Linked DNA regions of Pan troglodytes: region 2 is linked to region 1. The links are chromatin contacts, called in public HiChIP or PLAC-seq maps. All regions are on one chromosome and are shown on one strand. Each heading gives the region's core, a stretch centred on a gene start, on an enhancer-like site or on the middle of the called end of the contact. The rest is flanking DNA. Distances are from core to core; before and after follow the strand shown.

Region 1 (7,519 bases), core at 4,872-7,371:
GTGTGGGGTAGAACAGACAGTGGACCAAGAACCAGGAGACTTGGGTTTGAGTGTCAGTGCTGCTCTTGACCAGCTTTGGGCTAGGGGCATACCATTTAATCTCTCTGTGCCTCAATTTCCTAAGTTTGTAAAACAGTTACAATACTCCATATGCAGGGTTGTTTGAAAAAGTCACTGACTGCCCCAGCCTGTCGGTACAAGTGAGGTTATAGCAATATTAACACTAGGATTATGGTGGCTCAATGCAAAATTGTTTCAACCAGCCTGGCCAACATGGTGGAACCCCGTCTCTACTAAAAATAAAAAAATTAGCTGGATGTGGTGGTGTGCGCTTGTAGTCCCAGCTACTTGGGAGGCTGAGGCAGGAAAGTCACTTGAACCCAGGAGGTGGAGGTTGCAGTGAGCTGAGATCACACCACTGCACTCCAGCCTGAGAGACTGGGCAACAGAGAGAGACTCCATGTCAACAAAACGAAACAAAACAAAACAAAACTGTGTCTTGAAAGAGCCTCCCCAACAGTTTCTGGAAGTTCCTGGTTTCACTGGTGCTCAGAGACAGTTGAGCTAATCTTGCAGCTGGCCTCCTGAAAGACAGCCCCCCAGCCAGCTGAGGAAGGCATCCTGCCTCTGGCCTAGACCCAGCTGCTGTTGCCATCCATGGAGACACAGATGCTCTTCCCTGATACTGGGTTCTCTCCTGCAGGGTCCCTGCAGGTTGTTCCATTTAGTTCTTCATCCATGGAACTTTGTGCTTTCTTCCTGTGCCCGCTTCTGTAGGGCAGGCTCAGGCTGGGCTGGGGCCGACATTATCTGGTCCTCCGGTGGACCTTCTCCCTCCCCGGGTACCTGCATTTGCATCCCCCTCCTCCTTAAGCAAAGAATAAAGCGCAGGTGCATCAACCCTGCCTGGGGATACATCTGTGTGTGCACATGGAGGTGTGGGCGGGTGAGGGGGTCCTCCATCCTTAACACCTGCTCAGGGTCAGTGTAGACCACCCCGGAGCAGAAGTGTTGGGCTTACAGGTCCTCAATCCTTTCTCTGAACTCGGCACCACATGTCTTGGAATTCAGAATACGTCAGAGCAGAGGAAGGTGCTGTGTGCATGTAGTGGTGCGCGTTCGATCACGATTCCGTGGGGTGTGGACAGCAGTACATGATCACTCCACTAACAGTCCCGGGTGGGGCTGGCAGGACTCACAATCACAGGACAACTTCGGGACCAGAAATCACCTCACACCGGGTCACGCTGTACCGCTAAACGTGTTTGTGGCACATTTTGGAAACATGTTTTGGTTTTCAGAGTTTTTTGGAGTTGGGAATCATGGCGAATGCATTGGAGACCCACATTATCCTCTTTCTGGGTTAGCTGAACCTCCCTGTCTGGACATCCCTGCTCTGGGGAGAAGCAGAGAGGCAAAGTGGAAAGCCAAGCATTGATTCTGCATTGACTGTGTGCTGGGTGCACAAACAGCTCTTTGACTGATGTCATCCCACTAAGAGGGTGGGGGCAGGTCTGAACCTCCCATTCAGGACAAAGGTCAGCTCAGCCTGACCAGGAAGCAGAAAGTGGTCCTAGCTCAGCTGTTAATGTGTTTACCCACAGCCTGGAGCAGGTGGGAGTTCCATCTGCTAATCTCTCCCAGCTGCCTCTCCGGGATGGTGGTGCTGAGAGGAGAGAGGGGCCCTGGAGAGCCTCCCTGGAGAGGCTGAGGGTGGGGAGCAGAGCTCCTCATGGCTCTGATGGACTCTGCCAACTCCCGCCTCCCAGTGGTGGAGGAAAAGACCTTTCCCCCAGGGGCGTGAGCTCGGGGGGCTCAGCAGAAGCTCAGGGTCATCTCCAGCTAGGTCCTCCTTTCCTGTTCTCCTAGTACCCTGGGTTAAGAGACCATTTTCTTTCTCCTCATTGGCAACAACGAAAACTATAGCCCCAGTGCTGGTTCTGGGCCCATGAACCTGTACTGGTTTAGGGCAGGGAGTAATGTGGAATCCAACCAGGGTGTTTGAGACCTAAGGGGCTGTGTCTCCTGTGGCTGGACAGACACGGGCCTGGGCTCCTTACATCTGATTTAAGATCACCCCTTTCTGACTGGCCCTGGGGGCTTTTATCCCCCAAGCAGCCCCCTCCCATTGCTCAGCTCAATTTCTTTGTTTCCTCCAGCCTAAGCAATGCCTTAAGTCCTGAAGATATCTTCCTTTTCAAACTCTGGCATTGCCACTAGGAGCTGGAGAGGTGATCCATTCAGGGAATGAGAGGCAGGCACCAGGAAAGGGGGGTGGGCTGGAGACAATTCACATCCATCCATCCATCCATCCATCCATCTGTCCTTTTTTGTTTTTGTTTTTGTTTTTTTTTTTTGAGACGGAGTCTCACTCTGTCGCCCAGGCTGGAGTGCAGTGGCGGGATCTTGGCTCACTGCAAGCTCCGCCTTCCGGGTTCACGCCATTCTCCTGCCTCAGCCTCCCGAGTAGCTGGGACTACAGGCGCCCGCCACTGCGTCCAGCTAATTTTTTGTATTTTTAGTAGAGACAGGGTTTCACTGTGGTCTCGATCTCCTGACCTCTTGATCCGCCTGCCTCAGCCTCCCAACGTGCTGGGATTACAGGCGTGAGCCACCGCACCCGGCCTCCATCTGTCCATTTTTCTTTCCATTCAACCAACATTAATCTGGCATTCACGATGAGCCAGGCAAAATGCCCCCCGCAAAGGAATGCCCACAGCACTGATGCTATTAGCCTGTGCCTGGCAGTGCCCTTTCATCTTCCCAGGAAATAGGGATTGCTGGTGAAGCAAACATAAGAGCTGGCTAAGTTGTCCTCCTCTCTACCTGGGAGCCACACCCAAAGGAGGAGCCTCCACCCCCACCCAAGGAAAGCAAGCTGTTGATAAACGTGTTTTGGGTACAACCTCAAAGGCCCCAGTACATGTGGCCATGAGCCACCCTGAGCTCCCTAGCTGGGCCCCCTCCTCTACACTTCTGCCCCTTTGGGGAGTCCAGGAGGCTCCATCACAGGCTTCGCCGCCATGCCCTCTGGCTGTGATGCCAAAGTGCAGGGCAGGTAGGCATCGTGGATGACCTGTCGGACAGTGGCCCGGAAAGTCTTGCTGACAAAGCAGTAGAGGCTGAAGTTGGCTGCCGTGTGGAGCATGGCCACCATGTTGGCCACATCCAAGGCCAGGTGGACCCTCCAGTCCCGGTGGACAGGGGCCACGTACATGTGGTAGAGCATGACGAAGACCCGGGGCGCCCACAGGAGGGTGAACAGTGTGGTGATGCCCAGGAGGATGGCTGTGCTCTTGCCCACCCGGGGCTGCAGCCCACTCCGGCCCCTCCTCCGTAGCCGGTGGATGATGGCCGAGTTGGTGACCAGGAACACACCACAAGGGATGAAATAGACAGTGAGACAGTGAGCCCACTTGAGGACCTCGTCCAGTGTGCTGGGTGAGTCGGTGTCTCTCCACATGTCCAGCCACCAGTAGAAGGGGATGCCGGTCAACAGGGCAGCACTCAGGACAGCAGCAATGGCCCGGCGGGTCCGGCCTGGGGACGAGGCGGCCCGATGGTGCAGGGGGTGGCACAGGGCAGTGTAGCGGTCAACCGTGAGCAGGATGGCGATCCAGACTGAGGCGTGGTTGGCAGCAAACTCCAGGATGTTGGCCGTGCGCACCACAGCCTGGGGCACCTGGCGGGCCAGCACGGCTCCCTGCAGGAGGAAGCCCGCGAACACGATGACCACCTGGATGATGATATCCGAGGCTGTGAGCGCCAGAAGGTAGTAGTAGGAGGGCCTCCTGGTCCTGGTGGCAAGGCGCGCCAGGGCCACTGCAGTCAGGAGGCTGACTGAGGGCAGCCGAGGTGAGGGAGGGGAGAGGCATCAGAAGAGAGCTCAGACTCTGCTTTCCAAGGTGTCGCCATCGCACCTCCCCATCTGCATGTGCAGAGGCTGTGCTGGCTTCTCTTTTTTCTCCTTCCAGATCCTTCTGAAACCCCACTTTGCCCAGAAGGCCACTCAGGCCAGCTCTGCCCTGTCCATCCACTGCAGGCCACTGGCTGTACCCCGGTTATGCACAGGTAAGTGCACATGGAAGGGTCCTCAGCAGCCACCTGTCCTGGCCAGGTGTGGTGGCTCACGCCTGTAATCCAGCACTTTGGGAGGCCAAGGCGAGCAGATCACCTGAGGTCAGGAGTTCAAGACCAGCCTGACCAACATGGAGAAACCCCGTCTCTGTTAAAAAAATATACAAATTAGCCAGGCATGGTGGTGCATGCCTGTAATCCCAGCTACTTGGGAGGCTGAGGCAGGAGAATTGCTTGAACCTGGGAAGTGGAGGCTGCAATGAGCCGAGATCATGCCACTGCACTCCAGCCTGGGTGACAGAGCGAGACTCCATCTCAAAAAAAAAAAAAAAAAAAAAGCTACCTGTCCTATGGCATTGTCCTCCAAGTCCTTTTTAGGTTTTCTGTGTCCTCTAGAATGGAGGCGTCCCTAGACACAGGCATGGGTTTAGCTATCAGACTTGGGGAAATCCCCAGGGCCAAGACCACCCGTCCTTCCCATATCCACACACCCACCTCTGCCCCAAGCTCTGCTCTCTGAAGGCATGGGCAGCACGGGGAGCTTTGTACTGAGCTGAGCCAGTTCCTATGTGAATTTTGTTATCCTAAGAGTACGCTCACTGCTGGGGAAAACTTGGGTTTAGCTGTGAGCACCCCCAATCCTAGCCCCTTACTTTTATTCCCCTCCAGTGACCCAGAACACCCTGACAATGGCAAGGAAAGACCAGGGGTCTATGATCCAGGGCCTCAGGGGTCAAACACAGAGGACTGGCACCCATTGAAGGAGGATCCCCATTTCTGGCCAAGCCCAAGTCCCCAGACCCCAGCTCCCCACTCACCAGGCAGCCCCAAGCCCAGCAGGACACTGTAGTAGATGACAGGGATGACGCCAGCCACACACGGGGACCTCTCTGCGATCTCTGGCCAGTGGCTTTCAAACTCCTGGCTCAGCCCACTGACGTTGGGCGTGGGCAGCAGGGTCATTCGTGGCTGGCCAGCTAGAAGGTGCGGATGGGCAGAGTCAGAGCCTCTGGTCTATTTCTAACCTGGCTGGGCGCAGCCCCGCCCTGACCTGGGGTCTTTCTAGTCACCCTGCTCTGTGCAGACCCTCTAGTCAGACCCAGCTGAGTGCACTGTCTGTTGCTGTGAGAATTCTTGCCAAGACCACCCTCACCACCCCCCATCTCACCCCACTCCCTCAGTGGCCCGGCTCCCCCACTGATGGGAAGTCCCTGGCAGCACGGCCTGCTGCCATAGAGACCATTGCTCCCCATGGGTCCTCCCCATGGGCCCTCACCCGGCCTAGCAGGGGCTCTGAAACAGGATCACGGGGGCACTTGTCGAGGTGCAGGCTCCTGGGCCTCCTCCGGGCCAGAGGGTCTGAAGCGGGGTTGCAGCAGCCGTGCTTGTAATCAGCAACCTGGGTGATGCCAGCCACACACAGGGACCTCTCTAGGAGGTCCACAGTGGAGGCCCCAGGTCTGCACAGCTCCACTCAACAGCTGTCCCCCTCTAAGGAGAGGCTGTTGGTAGGGCCCCCTCTTTTCTAAACTAAAGATACCCTCTTCAGAGGTGAGCACCACTAAAGCTGGAATGGCCCAAGTCCACAGATGGGGAAACTCAGTCCACAGGGGTAAGGTGGCTGGCCTAGGATAAGCACCGTCCACTCTGGCCCCTGTTCCCCTGAAGCCACACTGCGTGTCTCTTTCAGGTTGAACTCCAGCTTTTCGTTTCCTGCTGAGGCCGGGGGGCTCACTGCTCACTCACTCTCAGCTTCGGCCCCTACTCCACCCTCTAGGTCCCTAACCTGCCTCCTGTTCCCTCCTGCCTTTCCACCTTATTGCCCCCAGCACACCCCACTTCAAGATGCCTTACCTGTCTCTCGTCCCTCAAGCCCCATGCTCTGGGGCCCTGAGTCCTGGGTCACCTGTGGCTTTTTCTGAGGGTCCCCGCAGCTCCCTGTCAGCATCGCCAGCTGTACCTCTCACTCCTTGGCTCTCCAAGTGGTTGTTTGCCCCAGGATCCTTACGCAGACACTGAGCCTGTTAGTGCAGGGGGGCGGGGCGGGGGAAGGAAGAGGAAGGAACTGGTGGGCGGAGGCACCGGGGAAAGAGCTAGAGTAGATGCTGGTGGAGCAAACCAGGGACCTCTAGGGCGCACAGGCAGGGGAAGGGGTCGGGCTGGGCAGGGGCTTCAGCTGCAGGAGAGACGAGCTGAGGGTGGCATGGGGTTCACAGGTATGTCTATGCCTGGGGGAGCAGGAAGTGAGGAGAAGAGGCAGGATGGCAGGATGGGGGTTCTGGGGGGCTGCCTCGTGCCCCGGGGCACTCTGTGAGCTGGCCCGGGTTCAGCTGGGGTCAAACCTGGGGCTGAGGACTTTGGGGACAGGCAGAAGGACTCAGGGTGCTGACTTTATGAGCATCCAGACTGAAAGGGAAGAGAGTAGGGCACCTCTGTGAGGAGTTGGGGAAGTCATGCCAGGTAGGAGTGGTAAGGCTGCCACAGACAGGGCTATGATCCCAAGAGGCTCAGGGGACCAGGTGCACAGGGTCAGTCCTGCAGTGGCCATGGTGGGGGAGGTGGAGGCTACCCCCAGGGGCAGGATGGCAGGCAGCCGTGCACAGGGTGGGGCATCCTCTGGGAGCAGCCGGACGAGGCTGCCTGCAGCCGGTGCTGGGAAACCGCAGTCCTGCAAGCTGTTGTTTTCCTGGCCCTGGTGAAATGGACCATCCCTCAAGAATATCAATCCCTGGCAAATAAACAACTGCCGTTGCTGGTGAGCACTCAGAAGAGGCCAGACTGGCTCCCCTGCCCTAGAGGAAGAGTGACCAGAGCAGCCCACAAGCAGGCACCCGGGACATGGATGCCCCGTGGACGGCCTCGGGAGGAGAGCTCAGGCCCCCCTGGAATCACCTCCCATGGCCTGTCCTCTGGGAATGCAGCAGAAAATATGGCAGGAAATATAGGGAGCTTCCCAGCTCTGGGAGTCAGATCTCACATCAGAGCCTGGAACTCCCCATCCCAACCCCCCCTCGGATACCCACAGCGCAGGCCCTGCTGCCCCCTGGTGGCCACATCCTGACCCTGCAAGCCTGAAAGTCCCATGGTTTGGCTAGGCACCCTGGGTGGCACAGTGGGACTGGAGACGGAGCTGCCCGCTCAGGACAGGTCCTCTGGTGGAGTGCTGGGACCCCAGCCCCAGAAAGTGCAAGTAGCACAGATGACGCCCCAGGCCACCACCTCCTTGCAGCAGGAGGCTAGGGGTGAGAGGAGGCAGACCCTCTCTTCAAGGAGCTGCCATGGGTGAGGGGCAAGGAGGGTCCCTGCCGACATTTACCGAGTGCCCACCCTGTCCCTACACTTTGTTTTTCAAATTTTATGTATAGATATAGAGAGAGTTTGGGGTCTCGCTGTGTTGCCGAGGCTGGTCTGGAACTCCAGGCTTCAAGTGGTCCTTCTGCCT
Region 2 (7,519 bases), core at 1,389-3,888, 62 kb before region 1:
ACCACCATGCCCAACTAATTTTTGTATTTTTAGTAGAGACAGGGTTTCACTATGTTGGCCAGGCTGGTCTCGAACTCCTGACCTCAGGTGATCTACCTATCTCAGCCTCTCAAAGTGCTGGGATTACAAGTGTGAGCCACCGTTCCCGGCCCAATGCCACCTTTTAAGATGGTGGCTAAGGGACTGACAAGATGGACTCAGCTCTGGTCAGAGGCTTTTCCTCAGGACCCTGGAGGAAACTTCTGCCTCCTGTGGGTCCCCAGACCCTGCACTAAGACTGAGCCTTCTGATCCCTGAACGTTCAAATCATGTCCGTGTCTCCCCTCCAGGGCTGTAAGGTCTTTGAAGCTGGTGAACAAGACTTCTAGAATCCACTGCCACAGCTGGTGCTGTGCCTGAACACAGTGGGCATTTGGAAGTCACCTCTGGATGGTCCCAGGTGCATTTCTCCACACCCAGGGTTGTCCCCTCCATGTTGGAGTTGCATCTTCTGCTTAAAGATTCTCAGAGGGTTCAAGGAGGGGGGTAGGAGGGGGACCTCCTTCCGCCCTGAGTCTCCCCCACCCCACAGCTGAAGCCCAGCTCCAGCCTCAGATTATTTTCTGGACAAAAGGGCCTTTTGCTTCACTTCCCTGGAATCAGTTGTACAAATATTTTTAATCGCATCCGAAATCGGCCTTTCCCCAGGCTCAGCCACCCGGCCCCCAGCTCTCCTGTGAGTCAGTGCAGTCCAGTTGCTGAACCTCCCTCCTCCCTCCTTCTCTCTCCAGGGGGCGCAGAGGCCTGGTGGGCTCAGAGGCTCAGAGGCCCAAGCAGCCCTGACTGGTTTCCCCCAGCAACAAGTGGCTTCATCCAGCAAACGGGGAGACAGCCAGGCCTTCTCACCTCTCCAGAGCAAAAACTCCCTTCCTCGCTCCAGCATCATCCACACACAAGCCTGAGACCCCCTCCACCCACCAGGGCAAAGAATACCGTACTGGAAAGAGAGCTCCAGCGTGTCACAGGGCCAACCAAACTCAACATTGACCCATGGCCAATGGCTGTCTTCAAGGGTGCTGTGACCAGGGCACTCTCCAGGGAGGTTCCCCCAGGGATACCACAGAGCACCTGCCTTCCTCCCATCCCACACACTCAAGAGCCTATAGGGAAAGACGATGGCCCGACTGACAGCCTTCCTGCCTCCACTCCTATCCGTCTCTCCCAGTCCCTGGTTAGGTCCCACTGTCTCACCCCTCTGTGCAGGGCGCTCAGGCGTTTACCCCATCGATAAGAAGGCGCACAGGAGACGCCTGTGCCTGGAAGGAGCGGCCTCAGTGTGTAGGTTGGTGGGGGGTGGGTTGGGGTTCCTCGAACCTCAGCCTAGACACCCCACCCCTATCCTCCTGCCCCTGCCCCGCACCAAGACCAGGTATTTGGGCCAAAATGCCCTGAGCTCTCTGAGACTTGGAAATCTTCAAGGGTCTGCTCTGGAATGTCACTCTGGAATGCACCCCACCCCCCAAGGCACTCCCTCCCCCAGTCCAGTTGAAGGCACAGGGGTGGGGGGCCGGCGGGGAGAGGAAGCTCCAGGAGCACAAAACCCTACTTCAACAGTCTCCTCTCCCGGGCTTTAGGATCTTGATCGTGGAGTTTGTTAAGTGATTGGGTCTTCCTGCGTGTTAACACTGCGGGCCTGGGGATGGAGGTGCAAAGGACGCTGGAAAAGCCAGCCGGGAGTGGGGGTTCGGGATCTAGGGGCCAGGCTACCAGAAGGGGAGGCGCTTCGATAGTCTGAATTTCCAAACTTCCCTCAGGGGGGTTCTGAACCCTCTCGTCCCTACTTGGGTCGACGGTACTGGGGTCTACACCTGCGCTCCCTGGGTGGCTGGAATGGGGAGCAAGGGAACCAGTCACTCTCTCCCATTTTTAGGGCCACAGAAACCTGCCCTCCAAATCCACAGTAGCAGGCGGCGGAGAGGACGCCGACCCACGAGAGAGAGTGACCGCGGACTCCCACCGAGAGGCAGGCGGTGGAGAGGCTCCTCTTGGAGACCTCGATTATGGAGTCGTTTCCCCTCCCTCCAGCCCGAGCCGCAGCGCCGGGCTCCCCCACCCCCCAGTCCCCAGCCGGCTCGGGTTTGAAAACTTTCAGCGACCGAGCGGAGTTGGCGCGGCGTCCCCAGCCCGCAGGATGTCCAGCCCCCCCGCCTCTGCCCTCGCCCACTCCCCGCCGTCCCGACCCGACTCTTCCGGGCGGCGGAGCGGGAAGGCAGCAGCCCTTACCTGGGACTCGCCGCCGGCCCCGCTCCAGCGCAGCGTTTGGGGCCAACTCCAGCCCCAGGCGGGGGGCGGGCGGGGGTGGGAGGGACGCGGCGCGGGGCGCTGGGCCAGGCCCGGTCCTGGCTGGGATGGCGGGGCCCGGGCTGGGACGCAGGGCCTGCCTCTCCCTGGGACCGAGGCTGAGCCAGGCGCGCTGGGTTGCTCGCTCTCGCGCGGGCCTGTCCGCAGGCAGGGCTCCTTGCTTTCGGCGAGGGTGGGCTGGCGCCTGCATCACCGTTACATCACCTCCATTCAGGGCGCTAATCGGGCGCCCGCAGCGCTCCAGGTACGTGCGCTCCGTTTACACAGGAACAAAGCCTGCCCGGCCCTCCCCGCCCCGACTCACCTCCAGGCTGAGCCGACTCGTACTTTCCGGCTGGTGAGGGAGATGGGAGTTTCTGGCCCTGCCGGCGTGTGGGTTGTTGCTGTTGACTGCCACGCCCCCGCAAGCGGGCGCGCGCACACTCACGCGCACTCACTTTCTGGGCTCGGCCTTCGCCGGGGCAAGCGGTGTGGGGGTGCAGCCCTGCGCACCCCCCACCGCGTCTTCCAGAGAGCGCGCCTACGGACACGCGCGGGGCTACCTTGGCGCGTCTCCGTGGGGGACACCTAGCCTTTGTCACCTTCGTCCTGGCCCTCCCGTGAGACACACTTCAGGCACAGTTCGCTGGGAGCGGGCCGGAGCGAGGCGCACACTCAAGGCAGAGTCCGTCTTTGTCACGCCTTCTGCGCCCCCTCCCCTCCCCAACTTGCACACGTGGACACACCGCACACCGAGGTTCGCCTTTTGCACGCACGGTGCTTCTCTGGGACCTCCACCAGTCACCAAGCGTACGTGGGATCGTCACCAAGCGCTCCTCTCACGCGTGGGCCGAGTCCAGACCACTCTGGACCGTAGGCAAAGGTCCCCCTCGGCCCGACTACCCCGCGCCCGGGTTTCCTGTGACCGTTCCAGGTTCTGCCCAACTCGGAGCGCGCGCTCCCCTCCCGGCGTCCCCGTTCCCTGCTCCGACTTGTCCTAATTAGCCTTCACGGTTTTGTTCCCCGAGGTACAGTGTTTAGCGCGACCCCCTGGGTCTCTGCGCTCCGGGACACGTTGGCTCTGACTCCGAGTCCGTCCCCTCCAGACTCCGAGTCCGTCCTTTCCAGGAGGTCAGGTTCCCACCAGCCCCACCCCCCACTCCCTGTTCCGGGGTGGATCTGTGGGTTGCCACCCTTTCCCCTCCGGCCCCAGGAATCTGCTGAAGCTGGACCGCAGAAATTGGGAAGCGAATCCAGGCTGGGACTTATCCAGCCCGATAAACAAGAGATTTTCCGGCCGCCTTCCCCCGGGGCTGCTGGCCTCGCGGGGGATGGGGTGCGCAGTCCTGGGGGCCCGCAGCGAGGCCTAGTTAGCCCGCGCCAGAGGCCCGTAGGGGCTGAGGCGCACGGAGGAGGGAGAGGTTGTTGGGCCTGGCCAGGGCCCTGGAGACGCGGAGGGAGGGCAGGGCGCCGAGTCTCGGGGTGCCGGTTCTCATGACGCCGAATTGCCTGGGGGATCGCCAGCGGTGCGCCGGTCGGAGCCAGCTGGTGGCGGGGCGGGCGGCCCGGAGTGTTTGCTCAACCCTGAGTGCCCGCGAGGGGGAGGGGAGGCAGCTGGTCACGGGCTAGGGGGTAGCAAGGTGGAGGAGCGGGGGCTGGGAAAGGGGAGGGTATCTCCCGGGCTGCTTGTTTGCGTGCCTGCCGCGGTCTACGACAACCGGGAGTCTAAACTCTATGAATCACCCGGAGTTGCTGGAGCGATAAACCTCAGGCTGGTTCCTCCCCTCGCACACCGGCTTCTCGGACTCCTGGAGGGAATGTTTGCTTAGCGGCCGGAGCTGGCGGTGAGGCCCTGGTTCTCTAGAACCCTGTATCCCTTCCTGGCCTTGCCCTCACGTGCTGGTCTGGGGTGGCGAAGACTGAATTGTTTCAAGTCTCTTCAATATTAAGAAGAGGGGTGCAGTGCTGCTGCTGATCTGTTGCTCACTCCTGGGCTCCCTTCCGTAGCTCCACCTCCCACCCTAAGATTCAGAGGCCCCCATGCCAGGGAGGCAAACGCTTGTAGGGTCCAAGCAGTTGAGTGCCCACGCTAGAAAGGCAAACGGCGGGTGAGACCTAGGCGAGGGGCATCCATGACTGTGGGCTGGGACTAGTTCTCGTGAAGCAGGCAACTAGTGCTGAACACAGTGTGCTGGGAGGGGCCGCTCATTAGCATATGTGAAAAGCCAGCTAAGAGCTAGAGGAAGGTGGAATGGAAATAGTCCCCGAGACTGCTTGTGACCTTAAGAAGCCAAAGATGAATTGTGGATCTGGCAGATCTGTTTCAATTTATTTTCAAGCTTTGGGAATCTCTTTTCCCTACCTAGATTCTCCAAAAAGGCAACTCTTTACCACTCCCTCCCCACTCAGGCGGGGGAAAGGCTGGGGCATCTGAGGCCTGGGCGGAGCAGCGGAGCCCTGCCCACCGCCAGCCCTGCATGGTAGATGGCAGTGGATATGTAGGGAGGTTTCCTGAGAGCTATTTGCTCTTTTTGTGTTCACTCCATCTCACTTCCTGGGCAGGGTCTGCCTTTAAAGGACAAAGCAAGTCCTTTGGGGCAGATGACATGGGCTTCAGCCTTCAGGGTCCCTGTTGGTCTCTGCTCTAGTCCCAGGGGCCTGTGCTGGTCCAGAGTGGGGAGGCAAGAGTTGGAGAAGGCATGAGACCCCTCCACCATGAGTCAGACCCTGGTGGGGGCTGCTGGACACAGCGAGCCTGTGATGCTGGAAGGGAAGTTCTGTGGGAGGTGGCGCTGCTTTCCGAGACTCCAGCCACAGGGTCCTCTGTGCCCCCAAATGTCCTTCACTTTGATTTAATACCCCAGTAGGCGTAGAACCCATTGCAAACTCTGTTTTCACCAAAAACCTACACTCTGAGAAGTGTTCAAAGAGTGCTACTGTTCAAAGAGATCTTGAGGCCCAGCACAGTGACTCACGCCTATAATCCATAATCCCAGCATTTTGGGAGTCCTAGATGGGAGGATCGATTGAGCCCAGGAGTTGGAGACCAGCCTGGGCAACACAGACTTCATCTCTATTGAAACAAACGAAAAAGAAAATAGATATGGGGTCTCACTGTGTTGCTCTGGCTGGTCTCGAACTCTTGAGCTCAAGCGATCTTTCCGCCTCGGCCTCCCAAAGTGCTGGGATTCCAGGTATGAACCACTGCGCTCAGCCTATTTAATTTTTTTTTTTAATATATGAAATAAAAAGGAAAAAAAAAAGATTCTGGATTGCGGAGAAGCATGTCTGTGTCCACCACCCAACTACCTCCACCCCCACCTGAGTTGGATTCCTACTGGCAGAGTGAGAAACCCTTTGTTTGTTGGAAATCTTCCTTCAGAGATGTCTGAGGTCTTGACAAGGCCCAAGGGTGGGAACACCTGTGCCACCTGCCGGCTGTGTGACTTGGGTGAGTTGCCTCATCTCTCTGAGCCCTGCTTTCCTCAACTGTAAAACTGGATGATAACATCACCCCCAGAATGAAGCTGTGTCTGGAATGTTCCTCACACAAACCTGGTGCTTACAGGGAGCCAGCGATCAGCCTCCCCTTTCCTGGCATGATTGTCATTCCCTCTAAGCCTTGACAGGTCTAACAGTTTTTATTTATAATTTAAATTTAAATTAATCAATTATTTTTGAAACAGGATCTCACTCTGTCACCCCAGTTGGAGTGCAGTGGTGCGATCTCGGCTCAGTGCAGCCTCAACTTCCCAGGCTCAAGCAACTCTCCTGCCTCAGCCTCTCGAGTAGCTGGGACTATAGGAGTGCATCATCATGCATGGCTAATTTTTGTATTTTTTTGTAGAGATGGGGTCTCATTATGTTGCCCAGGCTGGTCTGGAACTCCTAGGCTCAAGCAATCCTCCCTCCTTGTCCTCCCAAAGTGCTGGGATTACAGGCATGAGCCACCGTGCCTGGCCTAATGGTTTTTAACCCAAACTCTTGCAGAAGCTGGCATTCTTTCAGTTCTGTTTCACCGTGATTGGAATAGCTTTGCCATGCCATGCTCTGTGTGATGTTCCTTCCACCTCAAACATTTTATGCCTCTTACCATCCTTTTTCTTTGTGACCAAAAAGTTTTAAAAAATCTGCCCTGCCCCAAAGCTCAGCTCCAATGTTCCTTCCTCTGCGAAGCGATCCTCACCTTCTCACAAATGACCCATTGTGAGTTGCCCTATTTACCCACAGCCTGTTACACATTCATTTATTTATCATTTATCCTAGTGTATCATAATTAGCCTTCTAAATTGTTTTTTCTCCAATTACACCGTGCCCTTCTAGAGAGCCAGGGACATGTCTCACTCATCTTGTTTTCCCTGGCATCTGGCACTCAGACGGGTGTGGGTAAATGTTTTCAGTAAATGCTTGTGGAATATCCGTTATTCTGTGGCTGGCCACGGCCGATCTTCCCCCTCACACCAGCAGCCTTGCAAACAGCACCACCCCTGCCCTGCCTCCCGTACCCCACTTTCTGAGAAGCAGGCAAGCCCCAGTGCCTACTGGAGAAGTCACCTGCAATGGGGCTGTAATGCCCTGCATCAGAGGTGAGGGCAGGAGGCCCTGGCACCCCGGCTTTGGGCATGGAGAGGCCTACCCAGGGAGAGCCAGAGGTCAGTTGTGTTGTTTAGAGGGACTTCCCAGTTTGCCTGGGCAGCAGGAGTTCTGGATTGCAGTCTCAGCCTGCAGAATCTCCAACAGGAGCCATTTCCTCCTCCACAGAGTAGAAGGCCTGCTCCCTCTACCTGGGGAGTGGAGAGCACTAGGTCTTGCAGCCAGGCCCCAGTTGGGGAGGAATAGTCCCTCACTGAGCTGAGGGTGGGGCTCCTGCTTCCTGACAAGTTGGGGCCTGGAATCCTGTGCTAGGTGGCTGGGTGCCCTGCAACCCACAGCCGGCTGCTGGTAAACAGTTAGCATTTCACCTCTCCTTGCTCCCAGGCTCATATTAACTGGTTACTGCCCTGGCTGCAGGGTCTGGCCAAATCTCTTTTTCTCTTAGGCTCGTAGGACTTTCTGCTTGGAGCAGCGGGAACTGCCTAGTTTTTTGAAAGGACTCGGGTCCCATCGTGGCCCCTTAAGAAGCAGGAAACCAGGGCCAGGGAGCAGGCGAGTGAAACCCTCATTCACCACAACTGGCTGCCCATGGGTGATCGCTCTGGAA

Evidence for each region. HiChIP or PLAC-seq counts read pairs in DNA pulled down with a chosen protein or histone mark.
Region 2: a contact with region 1 is called in an H3K4me3 HiChIP or PLAC-seq map of stem cell-derived excitatory neurons, with 4 times the contacts expected there. The contact joins the promoter of GPRC5C here to the promoter of GPR142 in region 1. A contact is called at or near these places in 1 of 7 Hi-C or Micro-C datasets (stem cell-derived neural progenitor cells) and 1 of 1 datasets of contacts at active chromatin or transcription factors (stem cell-derived excitatory neurons).

What each region holds. Positions count from the first base shown.
Region 1 is chr19:87,355,034-87,362,552 of NHGRI_mPanTro3-v2.0_pri, reverse strand. It overlaps GPR142 (G protein-coupled receptor 142), which reads right to left and starts at 6,121. Exons shown (of 3, transcript XM_024350591.3): 1 at 5,932-6,121; 2 at 4,896-5,054; 3 at 2,795-3,840. The coding sequence starts at 6,025. The coding sequence ends at 2,969.
Region 2 is chr19:87,413,723-87,421,241 of NHGRI_mPanTro3-v2.0_pri, reverse strand. GPRC5C (G protein-coupled receptor class C group 5 member C) reads right to left here and starts at 2,638. Exons shown (of 5, transcript XM_054670032.2): 1 at 2,263-2,638. The coding sequence starts at 2,530.